Regions from separate parts of the Sus scrofa genome. Here region 1 is linked to region 2. Evidence: chromatin contacts called from public targeted proximity ligation data. All regions are on one chromosome and are shown on one strand. The core of a region is the stretch at or near the end of the contact, and the rest is flanking DNA. Distances in the headings are between cores, read along the strand shown.

Region 1 (5,995 bases), core at 3,450-5,949, 370 kb after region 2:
GTTTGATCCCTGCCCTTGCTCAGGAGGTTAAGGATCCGGCATTGCCGTGAGCTGTGGTGTAGGTCGTAGATGCCGCTCAGATCCCACGTTGCTGTGGCTGTGGTGTAGGCCGGCAGTAACAGCTCCGATTAGACCCCAGCCTGGAAATCTCCATATGCTGCAGGTGCTGCCCTAAAAAGACAAAAAAGAAAAAGAAAAAGCAGAAAAAGACCAAATACAATAATAACGAATCTAGGTGTTCCTGTTGTGGTTCAGCAGTAACGAACCCAACTAGTATCCATGAGGATGCGGGTTTGATTCCTGACCTCAGTGGGTTAAGGATCTGGCGTTGCTGTGGCTGTGGTGTAGGCGGTCAGCTACAGCTGATTCACCCCTAGCCTGGGAACTTCCATATGCCATGGGTACAGCCCTAAAATAATAATAATAATAACAATAATAACAAATCCAGCCTTGATTATACTCACCTTTATACTAGCAGTCTAAATACTATGTATTTTATTTTTTATTAAAGTATAGTTGATTTACAATGTTGTGTCTATTTCTGCTGTACAGCACAGTGACCTCTTCACACATGCATGTACATTCTTTTTCTCATATTACTGTCCATCATGTTCTATCACAAGTGCCTGGATATAGTTCCCTGTGCTATATATTGCTTACCCATTATAAATGTAATAGTTTGCATGTTAACAAAGGCATAAATTTATATATGTATGACCAGGTCACTTTGCTATACAGCAGAAATTGGCACAATACTGTCAATCAATGACACTTTAATAAAATAAACTTTTTAATTTTTAAAAATTTTTTTAAAAAGAAAGCATAAACTTAATCTTTTTTAAGGAGGAAGAATCCTACAAAAGCAAAGGAGCTCTGGGTGCTACACGTGTCAAGAATCGGGGTCTGAATTCATGTGTGGATTCACTGCCTCTCTCATTTTAAGGGTCTAAAATGTAAGCGCCTCAGGACGAGCTGCCCCCAGCAGGTCCCAGAACCTCACTGCCCCTCCTCAAAGTACAACAATACCCACCCTGGAGGTCACTGGGCAAAAGCAGGAGTGGTCAGGGCAGAGAGGAGGGCGGGACTCAACACAGGGGTTCAGCCAGCGGCTGTGGCTGGCCAGTGTCCCCCCTTTCTGCTGAATGGGCTGGCCAGCACGTCACGGTCAAAGACTCTGTCCATGTGGAGTGCACAACTCCTTCCAGCCAGGTTCAAACCAGCCAGCCCAGCTGTACTCAGCTGGTTGCAATTGCAGCCCCATTGGGCTGGGGTTTCACTTTCAACATTGATTTATGCGAAACACAAGGTTGCCTGAAATCCACTCAAATTCCTCTTCCATGAAGCAATGGTTCCGGAAGGGAGGGAAGGGCCCTGGCACCCTAACATGGGCTAGGGGAGCGTCCACAGAGCTGGAGCTCTCTGTACAAGGAAGTACCCCAGGGAGCAGAGCCACACCCCCAGGGCGCTGGCAGGAGGCCTCCTTGGAGAGATGATGGAGGCACGCAGTGGAATCCTGCACAGCATGGAAAATAAGTGAGCTAGAGTCACGTATGTCTGTGGGCTAGCATCCCTAAACATACTGAGAAGCAGAAACTGATTACACAAGAATACATAGTAGAACGACATTATTTATACAGGTTTCAAAGCAGGCAAAACAACTCTGTAAATATTTCAGAAAAACATGCATATGTACCAAAAAGTTAAAGAAATTTATGAGAATGAAAAATGCCAAATACCAGATACTAGTTACTTCTTGGGGAGAAGGGGAGGGGGTGGGGGAAGGGAGGTGGGTTTGGAAGGTGCTCATGGATGCCTTCAGCTGGATTTGTAATTTTATTTCTGAGACTGGCCTGTGCTTACAAGGGTGTTCACTATAGCACGATTCATTCTGGTATTTTCAGGAAAGTAAGGCCTGAAGGGGGTAGAGGATGAAACAAAAATTTCTAGCGTCACCTCCAGCAACACCCATGGGGAAAGAAAACACATCCATAGCCAAACCTGGTCCCTCACTTCGCCCCTATATCACCCAGGGAGGAAGACAGGAGGGGCCGGGGAGGCTTTCAGGACAGAGGTCTGGCTGCCTCCGAGGGGGGTACCCAGGACTCAATGAGGCTGATAGCAAGCAACCATGAGGTCCCCAGTATGCTCAAGGCTGGAGTGAGGAAATGCACCCCAGGACTCCTGTGTAAGGTCCCAGAGCCCCACTGTCATTCTATTAACCATTTCCCCCAGAGAGCCCAACCCTCCCACCCCTACACTTTCCCCTCTGTCCACACAGGCCTCACAGGAAAAGCATCCGTATAGCTGTTCAGGCCAAGAACCCAGGCCTGGGCCCCAGCTGCAGCCACAAACCCCAAGGCCACCCAGAGGGCCCAGGGTACAACCGTCTCCTGCTCCTGTTCCTCCAAGAACCAGGAGGTGGGGCCTGGGCCTGCCCTTTCCCTGCCTCCAGCAGCAGAACTGGTGCCTCACTTAGTCCTAGCCGAAGGCTCACTCTCCAACATGACAGCCTGGCCCCACCAGTGCCCAGCTGCTCCCTGTGATTTCACCAAAGGGTTGCATTTGAAAACTTTAAACAATCATGGAGTTCCCGTCCTGGCTCAGCAGTAACTAAGCCAACTAATATCCATGAGGACGCAGGTTAATCCCTGGCCTCGCTCAGTGGGTTAAGGATCCGGGTTGCTGTGAGCTGTGGTGTAGGTCACAGATGCAGCTGGGATCCCGTGTTGCTGTGGTTGTGCTGTAGGCCTGCAGCTGTAGCTCCAATTAGACCCCTAGCCTGGGAATTTCCATAGGCCCTGAGTGCAGCCCTGGGGGGAAAAAAGGCAAACTAGATATTCAGAGACATGGAAGGCCTTGGAAAAGTGCTCTTAGGAGCCTCCATGCCCACCGCTGCCCACCGCTCCCCACTGCTCCCCAGCCTGGGCCTACTGCGTTGCCTGGGGCCTGGGGCTCCTCCCCTTACACCACCTGCCCAGTCCCCGTGGGCAGTGGAGCTTGTGAATCCTCATTTAGGACCTGGGAACAGTTTTGCTGGTGGGGAAATACGGCTCCACGATGCGTGTGTTCAGTGGCCCTTCCCAGGCCTGCAGCAGCCAAGGTGGGAGGTGAGAGCCGCCAACCAGGAAAGAGAGCCTGGTATGGAGGCAACCCCAGGGCCACAGCAAGAGGGGACAGCTTGGCCACATAGCCTACAGCCAAGCAGCGAGGAGGAAAGGCTGTTGAGCCTGACAATTAGACAGTTATGTGGTTTGAGCCAGGAAGGCAGTGTCTGGTTGAACCTGGTGAGGGCTGGGAGCTGGTGTTCTTCTTAAATTCTAAAGTAAGCCTCCTTCCAGAGTACAGGGTTATCCCCTGGGTCCTCCTGTCCCCACCCCCAGACTCACAGCTCCCCACTCCTCCCGAGGCACAGGCCCACAAGAGAAGGAAAGGAGGCCTGAGCCTGCCCCAGAGCTTTCCAAGACAGGTGGCCGGGAGGTGCACCCACCACCAAGGGACAGCCACCAGCCTCGGGATGAATTCAACTGCAAGTTAAATATCACAGGGAGATCAGAAGGATGGGTTCTGAGCGTGGGAGCCAGGAGCCAGGCACTCCCAAGGCGCTGCAGGCAGGGGCAGGGTTGACTGACATCCTTCTGCTCCTCGCCTTCCTCCTACACCCACACTCCCTGGCCAAAAGGAAGAGCAGGCCCCAAATCCGCTCAGGTCACAGAGAGACAAAGGGACGACCGTGAATGTCACCTGGCCACAGAAACCAGAGACAAACGGACAGCTTCCCCTGACCACCCCAACTGACGGTCAGCTTTGAAGGCCAGACAAAATCACCATGGGAACAACCCAGAGCCATAAAAAATAAGCTTTCAGGCAAAGCACTGTCGTCTATTTCTCTATGTTTATCCAAATATCCACTGACTTATCATTCAGCCGGCACCAGAGATTTAAAGCAATCTTACTGGAGGAAAACTCAAGAGGGCAAAATGCCAAACTGTTAACGTGATATTTTCTGGCAGATCAGGACAAGGCAGCCAAGATTTGGTCTGAGCTGTGAGAAGACATCTGTTTTGGGTAATGAGTGCAGAGATCCCTCAGGCATGAGACTTTGGGCCCACTGTCCTAACAGTCCACTACTACTGCCGGGTCATTCAGATATGAGGGACACCTACCATCGGGGCCATCCCCTCCAGGACAGCTGGCCATGGGCTTCTAAAGCTTTTCCAGCAGTGGGAGGGGTCTACACGGAGCCTCCTGGACTCTCCGGTCCAACCCCGATGGGTTCTGGCCAGGGTCAGGGAAACACTCTATGAAGTGAGATTGGGGACCACAGAGACCACCAGGCCCCTCCCCAGCCGAAATCAGCACCTCTTTTTCTTCCCAGCAGACCCAAGCACTCAGCCTGACTCCCGACCCCCACCCTGGCAGGCATGCCCCTCTCATCCTCCCCCCACTGTTGGGTTCCTTTTCCAGAAATCTGCTTGTGCAGCAGGAAATGGCTTCTCAGGCTCCCTCCCTCTTCCAGCATCCCCCAAACAAGCCCACAGAGCATCTTTTCACTGTGAAGGTTCACTGCCAGTACTGAGAGAAAACAGAGCGGGGATGATAAAATTCACAACCGCAGGGAAAGGGACCAAGGCCTGGGCAGCCTTCCTCCGCTGTTTTACAGTCACAGTCCTTGGCTGGCCAGTGTTAATGCTCCTTTTGCCCCAAAGCCAATCATCCTCCCTTTTAACCTTCGCCCTCCTTCCCTCCTTCCTCAAACCTCCTCCCCCAGGCACTTTAGCTGCCAACAACTTACTTTCCCAACTTTGATTTACCTCCACCAGAGGGAATACAAAGTTAGATCCAGAGCCACCCCCATACTTTCTTTAAAAGTAACCTACACTCAGCCAGCAGAACTCTTAGATTCAGAGGTAAACACTCAAACCCACCCAGTCTGAGACAGACAAAGGCACAAAGACACACATTCATAGGAGTTCCTCTTGTGGCGCAAGGGAAACGAATGCAACTAGGAATCATGAGGTTGTGGGTTCGATCCCTGGCCTCGTTCAGTGGGTTAAGGACCTGGCGTGGCTGTGGTATAGGTTGGCAGCTGTAGCTCTGATTCGACCCCTAGCCTGGGAATCTCCATATGCCCCGGGTGTGGCCCTAAAAAGCAAAAAAAAAAAAAAAAAAAGACACACATCCATATACTCAGAGACAAAGCAGAGGGGCCCACGCCAGACACCCCACACTCCACACACTCCCCCACAATCAGAACTGAGCCACTCACACCGTCAGGCACGCACACCAGGAGGCTGCCCTGCCCTTTGAGCCACTTAGAGTTTCTTTTGAGGAAAAACACTCTGCTCCAAAGAAGGTCCTTGACAGGGCTGGTTGTGTGTGTGTGTTTTCCCAGAGCGACTGGATAAATTGCTTTTGTGCAAAAATAAACACAAGTGAACTGCATTAGCTGAGCGAGTGACACATTAGTTACAGATGCGGGGCCTGTCAGAACATTGAAGGAACAGCTTTTATTGGGGAAGGGCTGAGAGACTCATAAATAACCGGTTGGCAATCTCACATAAACATTTGTGCATTCACATAAACACCGCCTACCACAAACGCTGGCCTGGCTGCCAGCACAGCCTGGAAGAGCCCTCTCCCCCTGTCCTCAGAGCAGAACTGGGAGGGAGGTGGGGGAAGGGTCACAGGCACCTCTTCTCCCAGAGTCCCAACACCCTGGCCAGGCTCCTGTCCCGGGGGGTTGGAGGAAGGGATCCAAGCTCCATCCTGAACGTCGGCCAGAGAATGAGGGTCAAGGCCCAGCCACGACAGGACAACAGGTCCGATTTCCTCCCTCTGCTTAGGACAGGACAGATGAGGGGATGTTGTTGAACAGGGGGCTGTGTAATTAAATGAAGCCAAGTAAGGAGTTTAAAAAGACAGTGCCCCGGAGTTCCCGTCGTGGCGCAGTGGTTAACGAATCTGACTAGGAACCAAGAGGTTGCGGGTTCCATCC
Region 2 (5,575 bases), core at 1,259-3,758:
GCCGTGCTGCCCATCACTGGCATTAAGTTGAGATTTGTGGTGGAAATTTGTTCCTGATTCTGCAAGGTCCAGGGTTAAATAAGTCCGTGTTCAGAGAGCCCTCGAGAGGATGGATTTGTCCTTCATCCTTTTGGTTGAACTTCACCCTTGAGTTCCCCTGCTGTCCTCCTGCATATGCTTCACCCACATAGTCACCTGGAAGGTGGCACCCAGCCTCTTCACAGCCTCTGAGCACCTCCCGAGGCCCCCCCAGCTGGGGGCGCTTGAGGAAGGCCCCGCCCCCTTCCCTTCCCGCTCCTCCAGCCAGTTGCAGAGAAATGGCACATCTCGGACTCAAAAGGTGGGGATAGGAGTCGGGGCAACTAGGAAGAGAATGTGTACAGGCAGCACTCCAGGTGAGCCTCCACCGCCCTCCTGACCCTGCTGTCCAGCGACCCCCAGCTGTGAAATGCTCTGGAAAGAGCTCTCGGTCAAGAGCCGGAGACCCCAAGGCCGACGTCCTTCCAAGCAGCTCGACTTCCTCCCAGGCCTGCCTTACACACTCATGTGCTAGGATTTCAAACCACGTGCATTTAAACGAGGGCTTCCACGTGAGGCCAAAAAACCCCAAGCTGGGCAATGTTTAAGTGTAAATCACGAGATTTGGGCGATTCTCAAGTGAGGCAGACAGCGAGCGCTGTGGGGAAAGCAAAGGGGCACCTGTGAAGGTACAAACGTTAACAGCTGCTATAGGAGGAGAACAGAAAACCAAAACCAACCCAGAGTAATAGAAGATGCCAGAATTCAACAAGTGGGGGTTACCCCTTCGCCTTTCTTTTCCGCGGAGCCCTTTGTCGCTGAGAGAGGGCCTCTGCTGGGTCTGACGTCATCTACTAGCTTCGACTGGAGGCCTCGGGCACAAGAGGACGGATGGCGCAGGCCTGAGGGGTCCCTCAGAGATGACGAGATGTGGAGGCCCGAGGGTGGAACCCCACACGCTCACCCTTCCTCCCCGTCTCGTGGGAGGGGCTGGGGCTGGGGTGGAGGCAGGTGGGGGGTGGCCTTCTGGAGCCCCTTCCCGGCTCCCTGCCCCCTCCGCTGCGAGCTCCCCACCCCTCCTCTTCAGCCAGGGTTTGCGCCTATTTCGGATGGCCTCCTCCCTTTGTCCGTTTTCGTTTATTACATTTAAAAAAATGTTTCTGAGACCCAACAGTCGCTTTAGTTGATGCAGGATAAGAAAGAGAAGCCAGTTAACAAGAAATGTTAAAAGGCTCTAGGAGTTCCCGTTGTGGCTCAGTGGTAGCGAACCTGACTGGTATGCATGAGGACGCAGGTTCGATCCCTGGCCTCACCCAGCGGGTCAAGGATCCGGCGTTGCCGTGAGCTGTGGTGTAGGTCCCAGACAGGGCTCGGATCCCACGTAGCTGTGGCTGTGGTATAGGCTGGCGGCGGCAGCTCTAATTAGACTCCTAGCCTGGGAACCTCCATATGCTACAGGAGCAACCCTAAAAAGACAAAAAGGAAAAAAAGAGTCTCCAGATGAGATACATTGTCAGTGTTTAGGTTCAAGAAGGATGACTTCTTATTAGAAACTTTTTTTTAGCTATAATCAACATAAAAGGCAGAAACTGACTTATGAAGAGAATGTAAAAGACTTAGAAAGATTCAGTGGGACAGAGAAGCGAGTACACGTGTCCTCACGCACTGAGTGATGGGTGCTCTTCTCCTTGGAGCACTGGCAGCAAGGAGTTCCCATCGCCCCCACCCACCACACCCCTCACCCTCAGAAAATTGTAAAACTTCTGCTCGTTCTGCCAAATATAAATGTTTAATGGTGACACAAAGTCCCACCTTCTCTACAATACCTCCTCCCTCCAAGACCTCCTCTTTGAAATCCTACAGACCTTTGGTTATGCATAGCACTGGGTTTTCTATTTCTTTCTTTCTTTTTTTTCTTTTCTTTTTTTTAATCTTTTGTCTTTTTAGGCCCCCCCCCACGGCCTATGGAGGTTCCCAAGCTAGGGGTCCAATGGGAGCTACAGCTGCCGGCCTACACCACAGCCACAGCAACACCAGATCCAAGCCACATCTGCGACCTACACCACAGCTCACAGTAATGCCAGATCCTTAACCCACTGAGTGAGGCCAGGGATCAAACCCACAACCTCATGGTTCCTAGTGGGATTCATTTCCGCTGCGCCACGACAGGGACTCCAACCCTGGGTTTTCTACTCTGTTATTTTTCTCTTCCATATAATTTATTTACTTTTATAGTCCCAAGCCGCCCATGAGCTTCGAGATTATCTTCTGTGAGGTACACAGTGGGTGCTCAATTGGTGTTGATGGGCTGATCTTCCACAACAGTAGTAACTGTCTGGACAGTCCCGAGTTCCCTAAGGAGATGAGGTGCCCTTTGAAGCAAGAAAGCTCCCAAACAGGCCCAGAGATGGAGTCTCTCTACTAGAACTGGCCCGAGGGCCAGTGGTGTTCATTGCTCCTGACAAGCTGGAGGGAGAATCAGGCGGTCCTTCTGAGTGACTCACCGTCTGGGGCTTGTGGGACAAGAGCTGGCAGCCCCGCCGCACTCTCTGGCCCTTCCTTCCTCACTCCTGCCTCTCAGGCCTGAGTCTCACAGCAGGGCCAGGGAGCTAGCCTGGGCTGCAGGCAGTGGCCCCGGGTTAGCCAGGAAACCCCACGGGAGCCTCGGGGCTCAGGCTCTGGAATAATGACGGAGCTTAGCAGAGGGGCAGAAAGTGGAAGCAGGATCAGGATGTAAAATAAATGAGACTCAGAGGTTAGAGAACCAAAGGGCAGGAGGCCCATGGCATCGTGGGGCTAAGTTGAAACATTCGTATAGGAGTTCTCATCGTGGGGCAGTGGTTAACGAATCCGACTAGGAACCATGAGGTTACGGGTTCGATCCCTGGCCTCGCTCAGTGGGTTATGGATCTGGCGTTGCCATGAGCTGTGGTGTAGGTCGCAGATGTGGCTCGGATCTGGCATTGCTGTGGCTCTGGTGTAGGCTCCGATTGGACCCCTAGCCTGGGAACCTCCGTTTGCCGCAGGTGCGGCCCTAGAAAAGACAAAAAAGACCAAAGAAAGAAAGAAAGAGTCCGGGGCAAGGTGAAGAAGCCAAGAGCCAACGCCTGGTCAGTTTCTCCAGGATATTTTCCTCCCCCCACACACCTCACCCTTCGCACACAGACACACACCCACCCCATTGTCACCACACGGTGTCCGAGGGACAGCATGAGAGCATGAACACAGCTCAGAGGCTCCAGCCCTTGAGCAGGCAGGGAGGGAGGGCGGGTCACCGTGACATTACACAGTGGCTCCACGGTGACTGCCTGGTCAGCAAAGCCCCAGGCCTGTGGGGCTTCGTGCTGAGTCACAGACCAGACAGTTCTGCCCCCGGAACCTCTAGAGCTGCCCACCAAGCCCTCCTGCCCCCCAGCCATGTGCCCAGCGGGCAGCCCTGCACTTTCCCAGTTCCTGCAGGTTGACAGGCTCAGGTCCTGCCAGGGTGGCCTCCCTCTGCCTTCCAGGAGCTTCCTTCCTAATCGACACAGGTACCCTATCTCTGGAGTGTCTTCTCTGCTCTGAGGTACCAGAGCCTGGGCCCAGCTTCCATTTCAGACAGACGTCACGCTCCCTGGGTGTCATCTCCTACGTTTGTACCACGTACCCTTTTTGGAGACCAGCACACCAGAATGTCCCCCCATGCCTGCTTCCAAGCCTGACCTAAATGTCCCTGGGGCCAAGCCAGACTTATTTGCCTCTCTCGTTTCTTCGTGCCTATTTTTGAATTCTAAATTGTTTTCTCACTCCTCCTCTCACTCCTACCTAGATAAACCACAGCTTTTCCTTCTACTATTTAAGTAGGAGGCAAAAAGTGATGCTGGCGTTGCTGCATATTCATTCATTCATTCAGCAGATATTTTCGGAGCACCTGTCCACAAGGCTTGTTTCACATGCTAGTCCAGGCCCCCGGCATCTCTCACCTGCACGTCTGTGAAAACCTCTAGCCTGGCCTTCCTGCCTCTGCTCTTATCTGCCTGCAAGCTACTGTCCCTTGGCTTCCCTCCTTTCCCAGAATAAAACCCCACTCCCGCAGTAACAGACAGAAGGCCTCCTGACCCCCCCACCACCTCTCTCTCCACCTCATCCCCTGCGCCGCCGTCTCCTTCCCTCTCTCCTCTGCACCCTTCTGTGAGGTACCCCACCTCGCTGAGCCCATTGCAGCCTTGGGGTCTTTGCACTAGCTGGACCCGGGGCTAAATGGTCTCCCCTGGTCTCACGTGGCTGACTCCCTCTTGGCATTTCAGTCTCAGCTTCAGCGTCCTGTCCACAGAGACACCTTGAACACTCAGTTAGTTTAGAGTATATGGTACTCGCTCCATCTTTTGCTAGTACTTCACCCTGCTGGTTAAATTCTCCACAGAGTCCTCTGATTATCTGATATTGTACTATTTGCCTCCCTCACCAGACGAAAAATTCCAGGGATGCAGGATTTTTGTCTGCTTTACGTGTTCCTGTATCCCCAGAACCTGGTACATGATTGATGCTCAACAAAAACCCCTATGGGATGATGAGTTGAAGGTAGGAAGGGGTGAACGTGTCACAGTAGCTAAGCCAAGTAGAGGTAGAGTTTCTAGAAATGCCCCCAGGGAGTGGAGCTATGTGGATTCTCTCTGGTGAAATTGCCCTGACACGGTGGATCCTTGGTACGGTGGTTTAAATCCGCACCCTTAGGCCACCTGGTTGACCTTAATTCAACCAGGAACCCATTGAGCCTCTGCTTAGGTAAGGCCACAGTGGTGGGTCCTGGACCATTCCTACCTTTCCCTCCTATTCCGTCCTGTCCCTGCTGGGTGGGTTTTTTTTTTTTCTTTTTTCTGCCATTTCTTGGGCTGCTCCCACGGCATATGGAGGTTCCCAGGCTAGGGGTCGAATCGGAGCTATTGCTGCCAGCCTACGCCAGAGCCACAGCAACTCAAAATCCGAGCCGTGTCTGCGACCTACACCACAGCTCACGGCAACGCCGGATCCTTAACCCACTGAGCAAGGCCAGGGATCGAACCCGCAACGTCATGGTTCTTATTCAGATTCATTAACCACTGAGCCTGGGTGGGATTTCTTGAGCAAGAGTTTCATCCATGGGGGCTCCGGGGTCTAGCGTGGGGCTGGCCCGGGAGGCGCCCAGACAAAGAAGACCTTTCAGTTCATCGTCAGGGGGTTGGGACCAGTGCCGACTGAATCATCTAGAAGGCGCAGCTCTGAGAATGGAGGCCCCTTCCTCCGGGGCCCTTGTCCGGCTGTCTCTTACCCACTCTTTGTAGCCTGGGGTGGGAGGGGGGCGGTGAACCTTTCCCTCTGGAGGCCCCTACTTTCATTTACCTCTTTTGGTCCTCGCTGCCACTCTATCAGATATTGTACTACCGTCTCCATTTTAAAGGTGGGTACCCTGAAATTCAGAGAGTTGGTGTCATGGAGCTCAGGGCCCTGTGGTGACAAAACCTTTGCACCTTTGCACTTTGATGCCCCTTCTAGGACAGGAAAAGGGCTTCAAACCCAGCCTCTAGGTCTGGAACCAAAG

Evidence for each region.
Region 1: a targeted proximity ligation map of skeletal muscle shows a contact between it and region 2. A contact is called at or near these places in 1 of 47 Hi-C or Micro-C datasets (embryonic fibroblasts) and 2 of 2 datasets of targeted methods (alveolar macrophages and skeletal muscle).

Annotation. Positions count from the first base shown.
Region 1 is chr3:97,529,107-97,535,101 of Sscrofa11.1, forward strand. The region is part of intron 2 of LOC106509843 (a long non-coding RNA gene); the gene reads right to left. Among named protein-coding and RNA genes, the nearest start is that of TRNAI-UAU, 36 kb to the right of the region's middle.
Region 2 is chr3:97,157,058-97,162,632 of Sscrofa11.1, forward strand. All of the region lies in intron 38 of THADA (thyroid adenoma-associated protein), which reads left to right. Among named protein-coding and RNA genes, the nearest start is that of ZFP36L2, 41 kb to the right of the region's middle.